Linked DNA regions of Pan troglodytes: all the other regions are linked to region 1. Evidence: chromatin contacts called from public HiChIP or PLAC-seq data. All regions are on one chromosome and are shown on one strand. Each heading gives the region's core, a stretch centred on a gene start, on an enhancer-like site or on the middle of the called end of the contact. The rest is flanking DNA. Distances are from core to core; before and after follow the strand shown.

Region 1 (4,683 bases), core at 1,429-3,928:
GCAGCAACATCACTGGGCAGCTTGTTAGGATGCAAATTCTCCAGGCCCAACCCTGAGCTATGGAATGAGAATCATTGAGGGTGGGGCCCAACAGCCTGTTTTAACAAGGTTTTCCTGTAATCCTTGTGTGTGCTAAAGTTTGCAAAGCACTGATTTAGACTACTGTTTATCAAAGTGCAGATTACATCCCCATAGGGGGGTGTAAAATCAATCCAATAAGCAGTGACCAGCATTTTACAAAAGTGAAGTCAAATAGAAAGCAGAGTGCATTTCAGGTAGCATGGGTATTATCTCAAAAACCCGTTGCAGTTCTACATGTGTGTATACCTGTGTGTACTCATTTGGATGAAGCAGCACTTTTAATTTTTGAAGAACTGGTAGGTATAATAAAGACGTGATGGCCAGGCACGGTGGCTCACGCCTGTAATCCCAGCATTTTGGGAAGCCGAGGCGGGTGGATCACAAGTTCTGGAGTTAGAGACCATCCTGGCCAACATGGTGAAACCCTGTCTCTACTAAAAGTACAAAAAAAATGAGCTGGGCATGGTGGCACGTGCCTGTATCCCAGCTACTCTGGAGGCTGAGGCAGGAGAATTGCTTGAACCTGGGAGGCAGAGGTTGCAGTGAGCCCAGATCGCACCACTGCACTCCAGCCTGGTGACAGAGCGAGACTCTGTCTCAAATAAATAAATAAATAAATAAGCGACACATTTTCAACGAAGTTAGAACTGTTTGGTTGACAATAACACACATTGACAGCTTCATGCTGGTGACTGGAGAGAGATGAGAGGGGTGAGGAGAGAGGAAAGAGGGCCAAGGAAAGAACATAGAAGGCCAGCATTTTATCTCCAGAACCTTCGTGGGGAAAGAAACAAGGCTCACCAGAGAGGAGGTGGAAAGGGCACCCACCACAAGCGAAATGTCAAGGAGAATAAGAACATGATAAGTTAATGAGTGACATTCAAGAAAGAATCGTTTTAGTACAACTGGTGAGGATATATGTATTCACTCACTCATTCATTCATTCATTCACAAAACATTTATTGTACCATCGCAAGACCAGACACTGTGTTAAACACTGGAGGTACAGACATGAAGTTTATCATGGAGCCAATTGTGTAGTGACAAGCAAGATATCTAATAATAATAATAACATGATCAGAGCTATGAAGGAGGTATTGTATAGCACTGAGTGGGAACACTGAAGTCAGTCTGTGATGCTGGGATGGGGGAGGAGGTGGCAGGAAACATCTATAAGGAGAGGGCACTTAACCAAAATGATGACCATATCTTAACATGATACTGCATATAAAGCACTGAGTACCTTTGTTTTTCCATGTATATATGTGTGTTTGTGTACATAGATACACAATACATGTCTTTATATGTATACATATATTCTCCATTTGTTTAAAAACTTGATTCCCATACCCTAAGAGTGATGAAAATCATTATATAAATGACTTATTGCAAATAGTGAAAAGATGACAAAGTATTTCTGCAGTTTTATAAAACACCACTTGCTATTATTTTCAAGTAGAGACTAGACATTTTCATAATGGGAGTCTCAGAGCAGGCTGTTCCCTGGGTATCCAGACCCTGCTCTGCCGTGAAGAGACCACACCGACACTGAGGAAGGCACTGAGGAGAATTTTATTACATTTTAGAGAAGTTATAGGATTTTAAAGAGGCAGGTGCCCTAGGATTTAACACAAACAGTTCAGGTAAGAAACCTAAAGTCGGCCTGGTGCGGTAGCTCACGCCTGTAATCCCAGCACTTTGGAAGGCCGAGGCAGGTGGATCACTTGAGGACAGGAGTTCAAGACTAGCCTGGCCAACATGGTGAAAGACCGTCTCTACTAAAAATACAAAAATTAGCCAGGCGTGGTGGCACGTGCCTGTAATCCCAGCTACTCTGGAGGATGAGGCAGGAGAATCGCTCGAACTCGGGAGGCGGAGGTTGCAGTGAGCCGAGATCACACCATTGCACTCCAGCCTGGGTGACTGAGCGAGACTCCGTCTCAAAAACAAAAACAAAAATAAACCTAAAGTCCAAAAAAGTAAAATAATTTGCTCACTACAGATAATTTAGTTTGGTGTTGGGCCTAGATTCTAGTTTTTGTGAGTCAGGTGCAGCGTTCCTGGCACCACAGTATTTGCCCTACCACAGAGGGTCAACCTGGATTATCCCGAGTTCTTCCAACTCTGCGCTTCCTCCCAGGTTGGTGTTTCATGAGTAAGTCTGAGATCAAGCTGGCTTTTGAGCTTCTGTTTTTTTTAAATCAGTGTGTAACACCAACACCCACCGAAACCAAACGGCTCTGGGCAGAGGACACAGCCATTCACGCCCCCTGCCAGGAAAAGCTGCAGCTGACACAGGCTCCTACAGCGTCGGCGGGCCACGTGCGGGAGGAGGGGCCGCCTTCTGGTTGGCGCCCGGTGTCCGTTCCTCCTATCGGCGTAGGCCCCGCGAGGAAGACAAGGGCGCGCCCTGGCTGGGAGGGCGTGGCCAGAGACCTGTCCATCACCGAGTCCACGAGTGGCAGCACCTACCACACCGCAGTACCTTGGCGAGGCGGAGCAGGGGCGGGCAGGTCGCGGAAGGGGGAGGCGGAGCAAGGCCGGCGGGAGCCAATCGGCCTGGCGGCACGAGGGGGCGGGGTCAACGCGCGCGACCCAAACACACGGGCCGGGCGCACCCTGCAGCCGAGCCGCTCCGCGGCCTTCCGGCGCGAGGGCCGGGGAACCTCCTCCCCTCCTGGGCACCCCCCGCCTTCGCGGCCCAGATCCTCCCGCCAGCCCGGCCCCTCCTTCGCAGGGGGAGCGAGGCGACGGTTGCCGGGAAGCGCGCGCCACCTCTCCCTCCCATTCTTCGTCCTCCCCTCGCGCGCCACCCGTTTTTCCTCTTTCTCCGTTAATAACAGCTGGGTGGCTGGGGGAGGAGGGAAGGTGGCCCCGGCGGAGTCTGGGCGGGCGCCTCCCACTCAGCCGCCAGCCGCCGTGGGAGCCGGAGGATGGCGGCGGTAGCAGCGGCCGCCCGAGAGGAGGCGGTGCCGAGATCGGGGGCGCCGAGCGCGGCAGCAGAGAGCGGTAGCGGCCCGTCGTGGCGCACCAGAACCGAAACCAGCGGCAGCCGCACGGCCACTTGAGCCGCCCCTTCCTGCTGGAGCCAGCGAGGGGTGCCTGCAGCCGGGACCCCTTCCTCTCCGCGTCTCCTCGTCTCCCGCGTCCGCGTCAGGCCGTCGGCCTCGCCCGCCGCCCCAAGAAGAGCGCGCCGGGCGCCGACTGCCCCTCTGGACGCCGGGCGGCGGCCCTGGACGTGCGGGGGCCTCTCTGGGCCGGCCGCGGCGCCTGGGCCCTGCCCTCTAGCTCCCGCGCTCGCTCCCGCCCTCCCGGCTCTCGGGGCGCAGCGCGCGGGCCCGGCCCGGGGCAGGGCGGACATGGGCGCCAAGCAGAGCGGCCCGGCCGCCGCTAACGGCCGCACGCGCGCGTACTCGGGCTCGGATCTGCCTTCCAGTAGCAGCGGAGGCGCCAATGGGACCGCGGGCGGCGGCGGGGGCGCTCGGGCCGCCGCCGCGGGGAGGTTCCCGGCTCAGGTGCCCAGCGCGCACCAGCCCAGCGCCTCCGGCGGCGCCGCGGCGGCCCCGGCGGCCCCGCGCAGCCGCTCCCTCGGCGGGGCCGTGGGGAGCGTGGCGTCGGGGGCCCGCGCGGCACAGTCCCCCTTCAGCATCCCGAACAGCAGCAGCGGCCCGTACGGCTCGCAGGACTCGGTGCACAGCAGCCCTGAGGACGGCGGCGGCGGCCGGGACCGGCCGGTGGGCGGGAGCCCCGGCGGGCCGCGCCTGGTGATCGGCTCCTTACCAGCTCACCTCTCGCCGCACATGTTTGGAGGTACGGACCCCTCTCCACGCGCCCGCGCTCGGTCCTCCCGCGGCTGCACGTGGGCCGTGGCCGCCGGCTATTTTTACCCTTCTCCTTTTCTCCTTCTGCCGGGGCGCCGGGGGCTGCCTCCCGGACCATCCCGCGTCGGTCTCCATCCTGGGAAGAAACCCGGCGCTTAACACCGTCGGTGCCGCTACCGCATAGACGCGTGGTTTTGTTTTTAAACGTCCTGAGCACCCTCACCTCAGCGGCTGCCCAGTAGAGAAAGTCTATTTTCCAGTGAGATGACTGGAGCAAATGTTGTTTTACAACAAACCGACGAAACAGCCCTTGTGGTTGTGGTTTTTAGTACCAGGAAGTCAGGAGGAGACCCGTTGCTAAATGTAGTTCTATCTGGGGACTCGAGTGGGGAACAGTTTTTAAAGGCCAAAAGTCAAAGCGTCTCAAATGAACACTGAGTTACCATGTTTGGACCGACTTTTAGTATAAAGCTGTAATCCTGAAATCTGTGTCAGTAGTCCCAGTTACTATGTCATTTTAATTGGATGAATGCGTTAATGAAAAGTTTGTTTTTAAACCTCACTAAACTGCTACTTAAGATCACAGTTAATGTGAGTCCTGCTTAATTTGGAAAGCATTTAAAAAATGGAAAAGTTTCCTAAGGAAGTAAAAATTTTGCACATCTGTCTTCAAGGTACAATAATTGGCTAGGTTCTTTTGAAGAGCAGTGTTGACTAGAGTTAAGGAAAAGTCAGTTGTGAAAAATGGACATTTTTAATAGCAAAGTGATGTGCTTTACTA
Region 2 (4,683 bases), core at 1,374-3,873, 250 kb after region 1:
CCTGTAAACACTTCTTTGCCTGCTAGCACAATATTAAGTGCTGTCAATGGAGGGCTCTGGAGAGACACTGCAGGAAGAAGAGGCTACCTTCCTTTCCTCTTGCTCCTGCTCTTGACTGGTGCATGGGGCACCCAGGGATGCTCATCCTGGTGATTTCCTAAGGAGTTCTGCTAGCACCTCAGTCAGCTCTCCAGCAAATTTAACAGCAACCCCACAGGCAGGTTTTCACCAAACGCTGCTGAAGCCCCAGATGGTGGCATAGTGTGTCTCATAAATTCTCCAGCAGTTGGCTCCCCTGAGTTTCAGTAACATACCACGGGTGAAGTCCTAGTGAGTGCCTGCACCTCAGAGGGCAGCTTTTCAGTGAGTGTTGTCAGCCCCCACCCCGCTGCCCCCACCGGTGCACGGGTTTCTTGCATGCCAGCCCGGCCTCAAGCACTACAACAAACTTCTCTGCCATCCTGCGGGCTCTAGCCACACCATCTCCAACGGCATCTGAGTCTCATTCCTGGGGAGACCTTTTTCCAAGTTGGTTCCTTCCTTGGGTTCTCTGCTTCAGCCCTAGAGCTAGTGCCTGCCCCTATATCCACGATTCCTGTTTTTTCTTTGTTTGTTTGTTGTTTTTGAGATGGAATCTCACTCTATTGCCCAGGCTGGGGTGCAGTGGCACGATCTCGGCTCACTCCAACCTCCACCTCTCAGGTTCAAGAGATTTTCCTGCCTCAGCCTCCAGAGTAGCTGGGATCACAGGCATGTGCCACCACACCCAGCTCATTTTTGTATTTTTAGTAGAGACAGGGTTAAACCCTGCTGGCCAGGCTGGCCTGCATTTTTTTGTGTGTGTGGTAAAACATATATAACATTTATCATTTTAACCATTTTTAAGTGTACAATTCAGTGACATTAGATACATTCACAATGCTTTGCAGCCATCACCACTATCTATTTCCAAAACTTTTCTATCAATCCAAGGTGAAACTCTATACCCATTGTAATAGTCTGTTCTCACACTGCTATAAAGATACTACCTGAGACTGGGTAATTTATGAAGAAAAGAGGTTTGATTGATTCACAGTTCTGTGTGCCTGGGGAGGCCTTGGGAAACACTCTCATGGTGGAAGGTGAAGGTAAGCAAGGCAGATCTCTTCACAAAGTGGCAGGAGAGAGAGAAAAAGAGAAACAGAAGGGAGCCACATACTTTTAAACCATCAAATCTCATGAGAACTCACTCACTATCACAAGAATAACCTCCATGATCCAATCATCTCCCACCAGGTCCCTCCCTTGACTTGGGATTACAATTTGAGATGAGATTTGGGTGGGGACCCAGAGCCAAACCGTATCACCCATTAAACAATAACTTCCCATTCTCCCCTTCCTCCAGCTCCTGAAAACCTCCATTCTACTTTCTGTCTTTATGGATTGACTATTCATGGTACATTGTATAAGTGGCACCATATAATATTTGCCCTTTTGAGTCTGGCTTATTTCATTTTGCATAATGTCTTCAAGGTTTATCCATGGGGTAGCATGTATCAGAATTTCATTCCATTTTATGGCAGAATAACATTTCATTTTGTTTATCCATTCACCTGTTTCTGTAACCTTTAGACTTCTTTTTATCCCTTAGTGGCTAACCCTCTATTATTAGTTCATGATTATTTATATTACACTTTCCCTGTTGACATTGTATAGCTCCTCTCTCCTGCCTGATACATCTGTCTTAGGAAACTGCCTTTCCATCCTTGTGACTGATGGGGCCAATCATGGAACCTCATTTCCCTCACCATATATTGTATTGGCCCATCACTCTGATAATAGTGCTGTGTCCCAGGGTAGGTACACAACCAACCAAAAGCAATCCCATGCCTTCCCCAGGATGGAGAGATGAGTACTGGGAAAAGGCTTTTCACTGGGATTGCCACACTGGGGTTCTTGAGGCCACATTCTTAGATACGTAGAGGGGCTCATCTTGTGGTAGGAGAAATTGAGGCCAACAGGCAAAGAGCAATGCAAATGAAAGTGAAAAATGGAGAGGTTTCTCATATACCTGGAGAAAGTGCAGCACGAGAAGAAGGTTAAAATTTAAGGAAGTGAGAGCACAAATAAGAGAGTGAGAAAGAGCAGCTGGATGTACAGAGGACACATCAGAGATAGCGGATCATGATACCATGAAAATCAGACTGTCAAGGGAGCATTTTCTAAAAGAAGGGATCAGTAAAAGTAGGCTGGAAAATGCCACTGGCTTGGGCACTAGGTTGTGGTTGACCTTGGTGACAGCAGAGGCAGCAGAGGCCCGGCATGGCCTGGCCTCAGTGCCTCTCCATGGCCATCTCCGGCACCCTGGAGATGCCATCCTCTGGCCATACTTGCCATTTCACGGAGCTGCCACAGCTCTCAAGCTTCTCCATTTTCCTTGACCCATCCCAGTTTGTCAGCTCAACCTTAGGTCTCCAGGTCAGTTTCTCCCAAAGAGGAGGAGATGCTCCCCAGCCCTTTGTGTGTCCCTTCCTTTGATGACGTGTGATTACACTGTTTACTGTGCACGTCTGCCTCCTCCTCCAGTCTATGAGCTCCTTAAAAACAAGGACTTAGCCTTTTGCATCTTTGTATTCCAAGCACTCAGCCCAGGGCCTGGCTCTGAAATGAGCTCAGTGCATATTAATGGATCAATGCCTGGAGGGACACACCCGCTGATCTGATCCTTTTTTAGAAAAACACGATCTGGTTGCCATGGCGCTGAAAGAGCGCTTTCTATACCTGCTGTTTTCAGGATGAGCAAATCACTTTCAGCTGACCACACTGTGGCATCTGGCCAGCAGGATCTGCAGAATCCAGCAGGATGGATGCCGAGCCAACCCTGAGATGGAAGAGACACCTTTCCTCCTTCCGAGCAGGTAAACTATTGAGTAACATCAAAGAATTTCATTTTTTCTACCCCTGGAAGATTTAAAGGGCTCCTCTTTCGTCAATATCCCCCTAGCTCTCCTGCCAGTTTTCTCTCACCTCCTGTACAGTTTTTCTGTCTCCTTATCTGCTGCTACTCTAAGATAGGGCTTTAGCCTATAGGCCAAATCTGGCCCACCACCTGTTTTTGCAAATAAAGTTTTATGGGAAGACAGCCATACCCATTTGTTTACATATTGTCTATGGCTGCTTATACTCTACAATGGTAGAGCTGTGGCAGAGATTGCATGCCTGCAAAACTGAACATATTTACTATCTGGCCCCTTGCAAAAAATAAAAAGTTTTCTGACGGTATACTAGAGAATGAGCTTCAGCTGATAAGAGATGATAAGGAAATAGTGCAACTCAAAAATGGGACAAGGGAAATAGAAAGAGAAAAACGGAATATGCCCCTAGATTGTTGTATGAGCAATGGATGGGAGATGAAGAATACTATAGTATTTATAAACCAGATAGTAAAAGCTTAAACACGAAAATAAGAGTAAGAGCCAAGGGAGGCTGAGGTGAGAGGATTGCTTGTGCGCTGGATCGCCTGACTGAGACCAGCCTGGGCAACACAGGGAGACACCATTTCTACAAAAAATACAAAAAAATTAGTTTGTTGTGGTGGCACATGCCTGTAGTCCCAGCTACTCAGGTGGCTGAGGTGGGAGGACTTACTGAGCCCAGGAGGCCAAGGCTTTGATGAGCCAGGATCATGCCATTATACTCCAGCCTGGGCAAAGAGCAAGACCCTGTCTTAAAAAAAAAAAATTAAAAGCATTTAAAAAAGTGTACATATAAAATAACCACTGGAATAAAATTACAAACCTTTATAAATACAATTTTTAAAGTAAAAAAATAACATTGCATGGGGAAACATAGCAGATACAGTACATGATCAATATAAAGTAATGTGGCAGAATGGAGACCAAATATATCAGTTGTATCAGTAAATATGAGAGGACTCATAAAAAGAAAACATTTTTAATTTGACTCATCCTCATCAGCCTTCTTGGCTAGAACTCCCCATTCTCTCTTGAACCCATCCAATCAGGCTCCAGTTCTCACCACCCCCACAGAAACAACTCTTGTCAAGATAACCAATGGCTTTCAAAGTTTCTATTGCTCTCTTCCCAGTCCTTATTTTTCCAAGTCTCGCAGCAGCAGTTGACAAAGGTGATCCTGCTCTCCCCATCAAAAACTGTTTCTTTACTAATTTCTAGGATAGCACCTCTCCTGGTACAGGGGAAGGAAGGAAGACTTCCTTCCCAGAGACTTCTCAGAGTTTTTTACTGGATCCTTCTCCTCTTCCTGATCTAATCGAAGGTTGGATTCTCCCAGGTCTCCTTCCATGGACCTCTTCTCTTTCCTCTCTTCACTTTTTCTCATAGTATCTTCCATCATTCCCTTGGCTTTCATGGACAGGGTGATGATCTCCAGATTTGTTTCCCAGACCCTGAGGTCTTCCCTGAGCTTTAGACTCACAGACCCAACTGTCTACTCAGCTTGGCATCAGCATCCATCCTGCTGGATTCTGCAGATCCTGCTGCCCAGATGCCACAGTGTGGTCTGTTTGGGTACAGACTAGACATCTCAAACCTAATGTATTCGAAGCTAAATTACTGATTTGTCATTCCTGGTTTGTTTCCTCTACAGTCTTCCCCATCTCAGGAAGCAGCAGCACCATTCACCTCGTTGCTTGGTTGAACAGAGGGAGTCTTCCTTGACCCCTCT
Region 3 (4,683 bases), core at 637-3,136, 210 kb after region 1:
TCCAGTCTTCATGCCACATTCCCCTTACTAAACTCCAGCCACGCTGACTGAAAGATCCAGCTTCCTCTTTCTTCAGGTCCTTTGCAGAAGATGCTGTTCCCTGTTTTGTGTGCTCCCCACCTCTACAATCATTCAGGTCTCAACTTAAAAGTCACATTTTCAGGCAGGGCTTTCCTGAGCATCCTGGTTAGGTCAGGTACCCTGGTCATACGCCCCATTGCACTTTGCATGCCTCCTTTTTAAGATGGACCATATACCTGTAACTGAATAATCCCTTGTTTAATATCTCTTCCCCTTGCCCTGACTGTAAGCATTTGGACTCCCTTCCTACAGTTGGGAAATTCCCTACCTTACGAGTTTGGGAATAGGGAGTATCAGAGCCTGACTCCCATTTTTGAGGCTTCAAAGGCCAGAAGCTGGTTCTCTCAGTTTTGCTTAAAATCATGGCATGGGTACGTGGCCAAAACTTAGCCAATCAGGACATTCTGGGGCTTTCAATTAGAAGCTAGTGCCCAAGACAGCAGGGACTCCAGAGAGGCTGACACATTTGGGTTTCAGGAACTGCAGGGATGTACAGAGGCAGGCAGTGTCCAGGGCACGGGGTGGTGGTGGTGGACAATACAGCATCCACGTTTACCAAGTTCAGCAGTGGCGCGGAAGAGGCTCCGTGGGCTGGTTCTGTTGTGTGATGCCCACTGCATTACAGTTGCTGTGCCTCCCTTTATGCTTGTCCGTTTTGTCAGCTTTGTACTCCTGCCTTCCTGGTCATTCTGTGAGCTCTCCAATAGCCTTTCAACACATTCTTTTTTTTTTTTTTTTTTTTTTTTTCTGCTTAAATCAGCCAGTTTCTGTTGCTTGCAACTAAGAACTCTGACGATGTTAGCAGAGATCATGTTTGTCTCATTCGACGCTGTCAAAAAGGTTTTGAACATAATCTATTGTACCTCTGTCCTACAGACTGAGAGTTCCTCAAAACAGTCACTTTACTCAATCATGTTTATACCCTTAGTGTTACGTGCCGGAAGAATATGTACTAAATGAATGAATGGACTGGGCTGAAGAGCAATAATTTACCAACACTGGTTATAGTTCATCCAGCCCCTTGACCTAACTGAACACAGCATTATTACAAATAAGACATGGTCCCAGCTTTCAGGACCTCTCAGATGAGGAGCGAAAGGCAGGTAAACGGATTTTCACAATGCCAGGTGAGAAGTGCTGTAACAAAGGTATGTACAGAACAGAAGGCAACCAATTCCCAGACTCGGGTCAGAGAAGACTCCCCAGAAGTACCAACTGTATGCAATCTGTTAAGTTAGTGGACGAGAGGCCAAATCGGTGCAGACCGAGCAGCCGGTGCAAAGGCCAGGAGGGGGAAAGCTCCAGGCAGCCCGAGAGGGCACCGTGGCCGGGGCAGGGCCGGGCAGTGGGCGCAGCGGAGGAGGTGGACCCACCCAGGAGGCGGAAGCCGCGTCCTAGTACCCTCATCAAGAAGAACTGCATTCCTGGCCCGATCGGCCACGTGTGCCCCCGAGGAAGCGCCTTCTGGGCATCCCGGCCCCGGCGTGGGTAGCGCGGGCGGGGGCACTCACCTGCAGGCGGGCCACACAGAAGAACGCCGCCGAGGGGTTTCGGAGGTGGATCCTCTCTGTCAGCAGGTTGCTGCCGTAGGCAAAGTACAGAAAACTCTCCTCATCTGGACCCGTGACGTCCTTGCAGCCCGAGTTGGCCATATCCCACTACGCCCCCTGCACTGGAGCCTGGAGCAGAGCTGTAACGAACGGCCAGAGAGCGCAACACTGGGGCCCACTACCCCGGCGCAGTGACCGCCGCGCCGCAGCCTCAGGGTTACCGGACTGGCGGGAAGCGTGGGCCGGTCGAGTCAGGAGCGAGAGCTCTCCTGATTGGCTGCCGGTCCCCACCGACCTGAGTCGCCCCCTTTGATTGGCCATCCCCACGGCCTTCTCTCCGCCTTCCGCCGAGACTCAGAAATAGTCTGTCCTGAAGCAATCCGGCGCTGGCTCCTCATTGGACACGACCTACTGATGTCCCGCCCCTCCTTGCTCAAGGCTTCCTCTGATTGAGGGGTGGACAGGCACTCCTCACAGGCGGGTCGGGTCCCATGGACACTGGCTGAAGGTCGTGGCGGGTGACTGGTTTCTCCGCTCTGGGGTGCGCGTGTGTGGTTCTTTGGTACTTTCTGCGCCTTAGGAAGTTCTGGTCAGATCTAAGGCGAAACAGCGGCCCTGGCCACTCCATCAACGGCTCCCTCATCCGGCAGCTTGCCCGGTCATGCCTTCCTGGCCTAGAGGAGTCGGGCAGGACGGGTCCGTTCACCCTTTCTGCTGGTTCCGGCACCCCCAGCCCTGGTCATCAACCTGTCCCCTTTCCACAGACCCGTCGCCTCCTGGAGCGGCCCCTCTGAATGCTTGGGACTCCCTTCCCTGTTACATGGAAGTTACATGCCTGGGCTTAAATCCCGACGCTGCCATTTACTAGCCAAGTAACTTTGGGCACCTCTGGTCTCCGTTTCCTCTTTTTAAAAATCGGGATCATAATATAAGTTAGGGTCACAGTAGAAACCCCTATATTGTGTTTTGGTTCCCCCCTCCCACACACACACACATCCTGAGTGTATTTTTTAAAACCTATATTGTTAACTTTTGAATGAAAATAAGGGCATAGGAGCATTGTCTATCCTTGACACCCAGTTATTAATCTCTAAATACCACCCCCCACTAAAAGGTATCAACTGATCCTTCGAGAAATGACTGATGCCAGGTCAGGAGCTAGGAGTGAATGAGGACAACTTGGAACATCTTGTGTCAGAAGCTCAGGACGCCTCTCAAGACGAACGAGGTCCTTCTAAAAGGACATGGGAACCAGCCTGAAGTTGCCCACTGGCCAAAATTAGAACAATTTGAGAATCAAAAATAACAATGACTGCAAACTGAAAAATGATTGGAAACTTTAAACATAAAAAAGCCATTCCCCCCAAAGAGTAATCCAAAAAAAAAAAAAAAAAACACTAACTTCATTTGCCACACTATTGGTGGTGACTATTACACCAACTTTACTCTGCAAAGTGATAATTTAAGAAAACAAACAGGTATTCCGCCATTCTAGTAGCAGCTGTATTTCGGGGTAACTGGAATACAGCTGATGATGAGCACCAGTTGATGAGGAAACAGTTCTCTTTACAAAAGTATGCCAACTAAGTAATCCTAAATGAATAATGGAATTTTATAATTGATTCATGCCAGGATCATCAATGATATCATTTGGTGAAAAGGTGATAGGGAACAGGATATTCACTTGATGCCAAATTACTCCCTGGGGATTACTGCTGGTTGCAATTTATTTATTTTATTTTTTTTGAGACAGAGTCTCACTCTGTCGCCCAGGCTGAAGTGCAGTGGTGTGATGTCGGCTCACTGCAAGCTCCGCCTGCCGGGTTCACACCATTCTCCTGCCTCAGCTTCCTGAGTAGCTGGGACTACAGGCACCCGCCACCATGCCTGGCTAATTTTTTGTATTTTTAGTAGAGACGGGGTTTCACCATGTTGGCCAGGATGGTCTTGATCTCCTGACCTCGTGATCTGCCCGCCTCGGCCTCCCAAAGTGCTGGTGTGTCTGGAATTGTGGGTTCTTGGTTTCACTGACTTAAAGAATGAAGCCACTGACCCTCGCGGTGAGTGTTACAGTTCTTAAAGATGGTGTGTCCAGAGTTCGTTCCTTCAGATGTTCAGATGTGTCTGGAGTTTCTTCCTTCTGCTGGGTTTGTGGTCTCACTGACTTCAGGAGTGAAGCTGCAGACCCTCGAGGTGAGTGTTACGGCTCTTAAAAGGCGGTGCATCTGGAGTTGTTCATTCCTTCTGGTGGGTTTGTGGTCTTGCTGACTTCAGGAGTGAAGCTGCAGACCTTCATGGTGAGTGTTACAGTTCATAAAGGTGGCTCGCCCAGAGTTGTTCATTCCTCCCGTCCAGAGTTGTTTGTTCCTCCCGTCTGGAGTTGTTCCTTCCTGTGGGTTCATGGTCTCGCTGGCTTCAGGAGTGAAGCTGCAGACCCTCACGGTGAGTGTTACGGCTCTTAAAGGCAGTGCATCTGGAGTTGTTCATTCCTTCTGGTGGGTTTGTGGTCTTGCTGACTTCAGGAGTGAAGCTGCAGACCTTCATGGTGAGTGTTACAGTTCATAAAGGTGGCACGTCCAGAGTTGTTCATTCCTCCCATCTGGCGTTGTTCGTTCCTCCCGTCCAGAATTGTTCGTTCCTCCCGTCTGGAGTTGTTCCTTCCCATGGGTTCATGGTCTCGCTGGCTTCGGGAGTGAAGCTGCAGACCTTTGTGGTGAGTGTTACAGCTCATAAAGGCGGCGCGGACCCAAAGAGTGAGCAGCAGCAAGATTTATTGCAAAGAACAAAAGAACAAAGCTTCCACAGCCTGGAGGGGGACCCAAGTGGGTTGCCCCTGCTAGCTCTGGTGGCCTGCTTTTATTCCCTTATTTGGCCCCACCCACATCCTGCTGATTGGTCCATTTCACAGAGAGCTGATTGGTCTGTTTTGACAGAGCCCTGATTGGTGTGTTTACAAACCTTTAGCTAGACATAGAGCGCTGATTGGTGCATTTACAATCCTTTAACTAGACAGAAAAGTTCTCTAAGTCTCCTACCTGGTTAGCTAGACACA

Evidence for each region. HiChIP or PLAC-seq counts read pairs in DNA pulled down with a chosen protein or histone mark.
Region 2: a contact with region 1 is called in an H3K4me3 HiChIP or PLAC-seq map of stem cell-derived excitatory neurons, with 9 times the contacts expected there. The contact joins the enhancer-like site here to the promoter of ZNRF2 in region 1. A contact is called at or near these places in 4 of 7 Hi-C or Micro-C datasets (blood, induced pluripotent stem cells and stem cell-derived neural progenitor cells), 1 of 1 datasets of contacts at active chromatin or transcription factors (stem cell-derived excitatory neurons) and 1 of 1 other capture datasets (stem cell-derived neural stem cells).
Region 3: an H3K4me3 HiChIP or PLAC-seq map of stem cell-derived excitatory neurons shows a contact between it and region 1, with 6 times the contacts expected there. The contact joins the promoter of GGCT here to the promoter of ZNRF2 in region 1. A contact is called at or near these places in 1 of 7 Hi-C or Micro-C datasets (stem cell-derived neural progenitor cells) and 1 of 1 datasets of contacts at active chromatin or transcription factors (stem cell-derived excitatory neurons).

The regions. Positions count from the first base shown.
Region 1 is chr6:36,076,123-36,080,805 of NHGRI_mPanTro3-v2.0_pri, forward strand. It overlaps ZNRF2 (zinc and ring finger 2), which reads left to right and starts at 2,679. Exons shown (of 5, transcript XM_003318233.5): 1 at 2,679-3,891. The coding sequence starts at 3,441.
Region 2 is chr6:36,325,563-36,330,245 of NHGRI_mPanTro3-v2.0_pri, forward strand. All of the region lies in intron 5 of LOC134810422 (a long non-coding RNA gene), which reads right to left. Among named protein-coding and RNA genes, the nearest start is that of GARS1, 36 kb to the right of the region's middle. Within about 2 kb of position 2,624, at least 9 of the 24 cell types and tissues checked have an H3K27ac peak or open chromatin away from gene starts, as enhancers often do. A contact at or near this core is called in stem cell-derived excitatory neurons, stem cell-derived neural progenitor cells and stem cell-derived neural stem cells, where this site is marked.
Region 3 is chr6:36,288,068-36,292,750 of NHGRI_mPanTro3-v2.0_pri, forward strand. GGCT (gamma-glutamylcyclotransferase) reads right to left here and starts at 1,887. Exons shown (of 4, transcript XM_519024.8): 1 at 1,593-1,887. The coding sequence starts at 1,733.